Linked DNA regions of Zea mays: region 1 is linked to region 2. Evidence: chromatin contacts called from public Hi-C data. All regions are on one chromosome and are shown on one strand. The core of a region is the stretch at or near the end of the contact, and the rest is flanking DNA. Distances in the headings are between cores, read along the strand shown. Region 1 holds the start of LOC542489 (cellulose synthase 3). Region 2 holds the start of LOC100382270 (putative cytochrome P450 superfamily protein).

What was found. Hi-C and Micro-C count contacts between places; a contact is called where the count stands out from the background.
Region 1: a Hi-C map of leaf shows a contact between it and region 2, with 7 times the contacts expected there. The contact joins the promoter of LOC542489 here to the promoter of LOC100382270 in region 2. A contact is called at or near these places in 5 of 25 Hi-C or Micro-C datasets (bundle sheath, ear, leaf and 2 more).

What each region holds. Positions count from the first base shown.
Region 1 is chr3:11,616,917-11,620,736 of Zm-B73-REFERENCE-NAM-5.0, reverse strand. LOC542489 (cellulose synthase 3) reads right to left here and starts at 2,570. Exons shown (of 14, transcript NM_001305863.1): 1 at 2,360-2,570; 2 at 1,554-1,749; 3 at 1,199-1,389; 4 at 557-641; 5 at 280-469. The coding sequence starts at 2,437.
Region 2 is chr3:11,212,125-11,216,282 of Zm-B73-REFERENCE-NAM-5.0, reverse strand. It overlaps LOC100382270 (putative cytochrome P450 superfamily protein), which reads right to left and starts at 2,621. Exons shown (of 4, transcript NM_001175021.1): 1 at 1,966-2,621; 2 at 1,618-1,865; 3 at 1,102-1,480; 4 at 219-1,004. The coding sequence starts at 2,367. The coding sequence ends at 543.

The sequences.
Region 1 (3,820 bases), core at 1,321-3,820, 400 kb before region 2:
CACTAGAACAGAAGTGGCAAGAATAAAAAACTTGGTGTGTAGCAAAAATATCCACTACATTAAAACTGGTGCAGGACTCATTTGTGGAGTTTAATGGAAAGAGTATTCTCTGGCATTATAGCAAATATTGCTTGGCTTGATGTAGTCAGCAACTCAGCATGGACAACTAAAATTGTAAAATAAGACCCCAGGTGCAATGTGAATGTTTTCTATACAGAAGGATCCTGATTCAAAGAAGAAAAGACAGAGCAGACATAAGTGAAGTCGTAAGGACCATACATTTGCAGATCTTCACCATTTGAGCCAGTCCCTTCAATGTCCCCTTTCCCTTCAGCTGGATATTTATGAGTCACCTGTATCATATTTTTGTCCTGTCTAACTTTCCAGCTCTCGACTCTTTCTTTCCAGTCAACACTTCCAACTCCATAAGAATTCAAATCCTTCGAGGGGTCCACAATCCTCACAGGTACTGATATCATGGAACAAATGATTGCATTCTAGTGAATCTGCAGGGGAACTGATTACCAACACAAATATACATAACACGATAGCACACCTGGAATGCTTGGATCAACATAACTTGGTGTTGGGCTGCGAATAGAATGGCGATCAGGAGATGCATCAGGGATATCTCCAGACATCTGAAAGCAGTTGACAATGTTTCAGTGCAACAACAATACAAAATATTCTTATGGAAGCTTTCAAGTTCAATATAACGACCATCTATCTAATTCATTGGAATTATGTCAGGAAGTACAATGACCATCTAATTCAATGGAATTATAGCTGTCTTTCTGAAACAAGACGTAGGTCCCAAAAGTAGTAAGCAGTATTTGTCGAGCGTATTTATTGTTATACACTGGATGGTTGAGTGCAAAACTCTTGCAGAGGCTGGCATAAAATTCCTTTATCTAAAAAAACTTATTGTCATACATGTATCTGGTAACAGATAAGAGCACCCAGCCACCCATTTCTTGTATATGGACTTAATCATCTATAAGCAACCAAGAACACTGGGCTACAACTCCAGCAGTGAGGCAGTGAACCAGTTGGTTCCATTGAAACTTCACACTACAGGGCTAAAGCGGAAGGACAGCCTTGGATAGTACAGATAATTCTAATAAGATTACAGGACCAAAAGCTCAGCAAGAATCTGTTTGTCTGGCATCGTATAGTGGCTTTATGTATGTTGTTATACCTGCTGCCCAGTTGTCAGACGTGGAATTCTGTGATGGGGTTCATGTCGAGAAGACGAAGAGATGTCAACATCTTCCCCTTGTCCCCGCAGCTGCCACTGAGGCCCTTGGACATTGCCTTGTGTATAGTTGAATTCGTTGTCCAAATCATCAACTCCATCCTCTTCCTCATCTCCCCGAACTCGAGGGCTTCCTAAATTTGAACATGGAGATATGTGCATAAGTCATTTTCCATTAGAAAATTTAAACAGATGTGTTTGCAATATCAATTAACAGATTTCTCAAGAAGTTTGAAACTTTGATTCTTTGAACTTGTAAAGCAATGAGTAAGCTCAGTATGTCCCACAAGGAACGGACCTTTGTGCCTCTTGTATCTAGTCTTGCATTGAGGGCAGCACTGATTCCCCTCCTTACGCTCGTACTCATAGCACGGACGACACACTGGGAAGGCACATTCGTTGCACGCAACAAAGATATCGCCTGTTGCTGAGAGCCCGAGCGTGTCACCGCAGATTTGACATATTTGTTCATTCACATTCTTCAACTGCTTAGCCTGCACGCCAACAACGTAGATGTAGTCATGAAGGTGAGATTGTGACAGCAACAAACCAACAATCAGAGGTTCTATATAAGAATATCATAAAATCGAACAAGACGCAACAAATTTCCCTCATGGCCCACAGAGTTAGGAGAAATGCATACATTAATTAAGACCAAAGCTTGACGCATTAGCAGGTCAACAGCTTATTAATACCAACAAACTGTAGGATTCGAACTGTTCCTATAAAATACAGATGACAAACCCAGGCAAGTTGAATAATCCATCTCAACCAAATCCCCTCTGCATTTCCCGACAACACCGTCGCGAGCAGGTGGCGAAGAGAACAGTGAAATCAATAGAGTCGCCACTCGACCAGCACGCCGCGCCGAAAACCCCCCACAACCGCACCGAAAACCTCCTACGCTGACGCAACAGAACCTAGGCATCCCACACAACGACCGCAAGGGCCGCCAATCGGACGCTGGACCAACTCCATCCGCCCGGCGGCGCACGGGCGCACGGCAGATCGACAGGTCCCCCGGCGCAAATCAAAACGCGACGGGACGAAGCCGAGTGAGAGCGCGAGCAGGGCACCGAAGAGCGGGGGAGAGTGGGGACGCACCGCGGCTCCGTCGCCGTCGTGCCGGATCGTTACGACCCCGCCGCGGGAGCCAGCCACCATCCCCCGGTTCGCCTCCATGCCGACGCCGCCGCTATCCGCCTCCTCCCCGCAGCCCGTCTCGCCTCTCTTCACGCAGCACGCATTCCGACGCGAGTGCGCGTTAGCTGGTGGTGAGTGTCCCGACTGCTAGTGCTCTCGCTGTCGTGTCGCGTACTCGCGTCCCCCACACGCGTCGCTTTCTGCCGCGTCCCGTGGGCTAGCGCGGTGAACTGTGACGGGCTCTGCACCGTCGGATGGGAGGTGGGAGTGGGAGGTGGATGTGGGCTGTCGGATTGGGTACGGCCGTGCGGGGCGGCGGGCGTCAACGTCGTCGCCTGGACGCCGTCACCGTCCCACAGACTGTTGTTCAGTTGTTCTAGCCGTGCGCAACGGTCTGTCCATTCAGGTTACAAAATTCGAGTCAGATAATTCGGTTAAATGAAATTTAGGGTATAAATAATTGTTAACGAATTTTAGTTTCAAAAAATATTATTCGAAATTTTATATACTCAATGATTCATTTCGGATTTTACTTGATAATATCTGAAATGGACACAATCAATCATTTTAAAAGAATTTTAGTAGCATTTAAAGTAATAAATAATGGTTCCTCAAATCAAAACATGTCTGCATATCAATAATAATAAACTAGTTATTAAGTTAGCGTAAATATATATTAGTTTGTTTTAAATAATATAATTATATCGCACCGAACCACTTCATGTGTCTTTATGTTATGAATATATAAGAGAAATGATTGAGATATTTCGAGTAATTCGGATAGATCGAGTATTGGGGAACATTTCCCAAACTAAATTTGGGTTTTTACAATTACTATCCCACAATTAATTTTGTAGGTTAGGAGAGGATTCGTGATGTTGTCGTCTCGATGGTCTTGCTCTTTACACGCCTAAGAGAGTTTAGACTTGTTCAGAAATAACTCCTACATAGTATGGTGTTGAAGCCTTTCTTATTGACTCGAGTGTTACAAAGTGGAGTGTTGAACTCTCGTGCTTTGTGTAAAGTGGATGCAAGGTGGCCCCATCCCTTTATGTACTTGAGGAACATGAGACCTATTGTTACAGAGGTTTCGATGGGGTGTGTTGTTCATATTCCGGGTTGTGTAGCTCTTTTGGTACATCATGGCGAATGCATATTGCTTTGTCATCTTCAAGATGACTAGGCCAAGGGAGTGGTTAGGTCCTGCATGTGTCCAAAGCCTTGTCGTTGGGCACGTTTATAAGAGTCGTACGAGTGGTTGGCCTTGGAGTTATCTTCTTTCGCTCATGTCTTGTCTAATTCTGTTGACTTTCTTCCTTTTGAGGTGTGGTGTTGAGGAGTCCCTAGAGTACTTTATACTATATCTACCTTTGTCTTACGTTAGACGTGTACGCTGAAAGATTAGAGGATCATAAATGCACT
Region 2 (4,158 bases), core at 1,372-3,871:
GGAGAGAACAATGACAGGGAAGTAAGCAGACGCACTGTGGCGCCACGATCCTCAAACATCATGCATGCACCTCCCATACCATACGCCTGCATTCCCCCTTTTCCCTGCTCACCTTTTCCTCCCATGTACGTATCATCGCAGATCAAAAGAACAAACGGAACACGACGTGTGTACAATTTTTGCAATCCTTCATACACCAACCACACCTGGCAAAACCTCATGGAAGGAAGGAAATCATCAACCCAAATGACTGAAAAATTGGGAGGCACTGGTCAAGCCTTCTACTCTGCTCTACTAGTCTAAGCTGCTGCTGCTGCTGGCACCTTCAGCAGGATATATTTGTTAGTACTTAGTACGGTACGGTGGTGCTCCTTCTAGTCACTTGTTCCTCTGGTGGTGCTGGGCTGTGGCGGTGGCGGCGGCTGCTCTGCTCGTTTGGTCTCTGCTCTTGAGGGCAAAGCAGCATGCTGCGGAGGTGGTTATTGGTCATCATGCCAGGCGCAATTGACACTGACAAGGTTAGTACGAGCTCCGTCATCTCCTCACACATCCCTACTGTCGCGATCGGACGGCTCAGACGGTCGCGGCCGGAAGACCACGGGCGCCCCGTACTGCGGGTGGAGGAGCATCAGCACCGTCGGCGCGTGGAGGTAGCTGGGCGACAGCCGGAAGTCGAACCGCTGGAGGACGATGGCCAGCGTGAGCTTAGACTCCAGGAGCGCCAGGTTCTGGCCGATGCACATCCGCGCGCCCAGCCCGAACGGGATGAACGCCGTGGGGTGCCTGGCCGCCTGCGCCGCGCCCCTGGCGAACCGCGCCGGGTTGAACTGCGTGGCGTCCGGCCCCCACAGCCGCGCGTCGTGGTGCACGGCCATGATCGGGATCAGCAGCTCCGTGCCGCGCGGGATCAGGCACCCGCCCAGCTCCACGTCCGCCTTGGCGCGACGCACCGTCGCCACCGCCGGCGGGTACAGCCGCAGCGTCTCGTTCAGGATCATCCCGAGCTGCCAGAGAGGAACCAGCAGCATGCGTCAGCTCACCGCCCGTTGTTAGAGGATTCTGTCAGGCGGCCGGTGCGGGGGGGACATGACAGGAGCTTACTGTCTTGAGCTTGGTGAGCTGCTCGCGGGAGGGGATGTCACGCGCCCCGCAGACTTGGAGCACCTCCTGCCGGGCGAGCTCCTGCCACTCGGGGTGCATGGCGAGCAGGACTGTGGTCCATGTCAGGAGGTTCGACGTGGTCTGCTTGCCCGCGAAGAAGAACGTCTTGCACTCCTCCACTATGTCGTTCACGGTGATGGGGCTCACCTTGCCGCCGTTGCTGCCCGCGTTGATCAGGAGACCAAGGAGGTCCTTGGCACAGCCGCTGAGCTTCTCGTCGTCCGCGGCTTCCTGCCGCCGGCCGATCAGCGTCGCCAGGTTCTTCCTGATCTCCTTGTCCAGCTTCCACGAGGTCGTGTTCTTCTTGGTCGGCAGGAACCTGTAGACATATGCACGCATCAAACCATGCCACGCCATTCCTCTGCTTGATTGATTAATTATAAAAGCGCAGGCAGAACACAGGACTATGAGGGTATCGCACTAGCTGATTGATTGATTGATTGATTGACTTATTACCTGTATCCAGGGATGAAGACCTTGCGAAACGCCTCGGAGGCGAAGGCCATGAGTTGGGTCTGGAGCTTGAAGACGGCCTTGCCGTCCTCGTAGCTCCGGCCGAACGCCGTACGGGTGATGGCGTCCTCCGTCACCACCTGGAACCACTCGGACACGTCGATCTCGACCTCGCCGGACGCCGCGGCGGCCATGTCGTGCCACTTGTCCACCACGTCGACCACCGTCCTCCCGACGAACGGCAGCAGCAGCTGCATTGCGTACGTACGTCCCAGGCAGCGTGTCATCACAACAATTCCGCACGGCAGGAAGAACAAAGACTGTTGGTGAAAGGCTGGCTGGCTGACTGACCTTGAGGTTCTCCATGTGGAACGCCGGCGTGAGCACCTTGCGCCGGTGTGCCCACTTGTCGCCGCGCAGGCTGACGAGCCCCTCGCCCTCGAGCTGGCGCACCATCGGGTGCGACTCGTAGCGGTCGAAGTGATCGGCGCGGGACAGGAGGATCTCCCGAATGAGGTCCGGGTCGGCGACGGCGAGCCTCGGCGTCGGGCCGAACCATATCAGGAACGTGGAACCTGGAGGGAGAGGCAAAATCAGGCACGGGCGTGAGCGTGACAAGGCGACGAGGCAGCCAATGATTGGGGGCAGGGAGGCCATGTTCCGCCACATCAGCAGCATCCCGCCAGCTGCCAAGGGGGCAGGGACAGGACATGGCAGGGAGAGGTGCCGGCGATGCAGGCGCAGGCACAACATGCGTACGTACGCGCGGAGCAGGTACGCTACGCTACGATACCCAGCTCCTCCCCCTGTGGCAGCGCCCGCCGCATTACACTGTACCCGCGCACTGCCGCACCAGCACTGTAGCCAGCCAGCCAGCCAGCACCCAGTAGGCAGGCAGGGATCACAAGACGACACGAAGAGAAGGGCGGAGCAGAGCAGGTGGTGGCCGCAGCGGCGTGACGGTTGGGCCAGGGACGGACAGGTCGCGGCGGGTGCGCCCGGAGGCGACGGGCGCAGGGCAGGGCAAGCTGGAGTTGAATGCGATGGAGACGGGGACGGTGGCGGGGAGCAGGAAGGGGGACGTGTAGGCTCACGTCGAGGGCCGCGCGGGGGCGGGGCGGCAAGTAGGAAATAGACCCTGGCCACCTAACCGGGCTGCAGCTAGGGCTGACAATGGGCTATAATTTTTGCACTATAAGATTTAAGGATCGAAGCGGGTTAGGATCGGGCTTTATTTCTAGTCATTTTTGAACTATAATTTATTTAGGGCCTTGACATTTTGTGAAGAACTATTTGGATCACAATCCATTACCACCCCTAGCTGCAGCCGGGGGACAGCGAAAACGAGAGACAACTACGGCAAACCGCTCCGACAGACCCAGGAGGCTCGCCTCGACATGCCACTAAATGCATGTCACCCAAAGGCGGCAGCAAAGCAGCATCCTGGGAGCGAGACGCATGGCGCGACCGCAACCTGATGGGAGCTCATGTTGGTGCTGGTCTCTGGTCAAGATTGCTTTGCTCATGTTGATTGATTGGCTCCCCTCTCGCCGATCGGGCTCGGTCCTTGCTCTCAGGTTCCGTAACCGAACAGAGCAGGGAGCAGCCGTGCTACCGGGAGAGAGGGCCTGGAGGAACTCTTGCCTGGAAAGGAATGGACTCGTTGGTCGGGTAGGCACGAACAGGAACACTGGACTAGGCTGGGGCGCTGGGCGGTGAGACGACGAGAGCGCATGGGCATGTGCGTAGGGGGCGTTGCGTACCGTAGATTTTCTTCCAGTGGTGGTAGAAGGCGAGGACGCGCGGGAGGACGTTGTGGGAGCGGTAGGGGCGCGGCATTGGCTTGGCGGAGGCGGCCACCATGAGCGCCACCATCTCGCGGACGCAGCCGACGAAGAAGCGGTAGCGGGGGCCCCTTATCCCCTGCCGCGCGAAGTGCTGCTCCAGCCGCCGCGGCCGCCACCACAGCACCTCCATCAGCTTCACCGCCACGTACGCCATCGCGGCCGCCGCCAGCGCCGTCCACCCCCACCCCATGCGGCCGGCCCGTCCTCCGCACAGGGAGCAGAGTGTGTGTGTGAGAGAGAGAGAGAGAGAGGAGAGAGAGAATTTGTTGTGTGTGCTCGGCCTCAGCGGAGCCAAAAGAGACAGAGCAGGGGCGCGCGTGAGGTGGCAGGTGGAGAGCCAGGTGAGGGGAGACGTGGTGAGGAGAGGAAGCGAGTCGGGTGGATTTATATAGGAGGCGGGCCGCGGGGCGGACTTGTTGGCCACCGGACGACGACGGACCAGCGCAGCCCCGCAGCGGTGGTGGTGTGTGTCGTGTCTAGGATTAGTTAGCTCTAGCGTGGCAGGATTTTGTTAAGCGAACGCCGCAGAGCCTTGCTGTGCTGTATAGTATACGTAGAGATTCAGAGGAGGGCAGGGGCAGCATGGTAAATGGCACCGCAGGATTGCAGGAACAGGATAGGGAGCCGCGGAGCGCGGCGCCGCTGGGCCCGCCGTCGCAGGGATTAATTGGGACAGACTTTCTTAATCGCAATTACA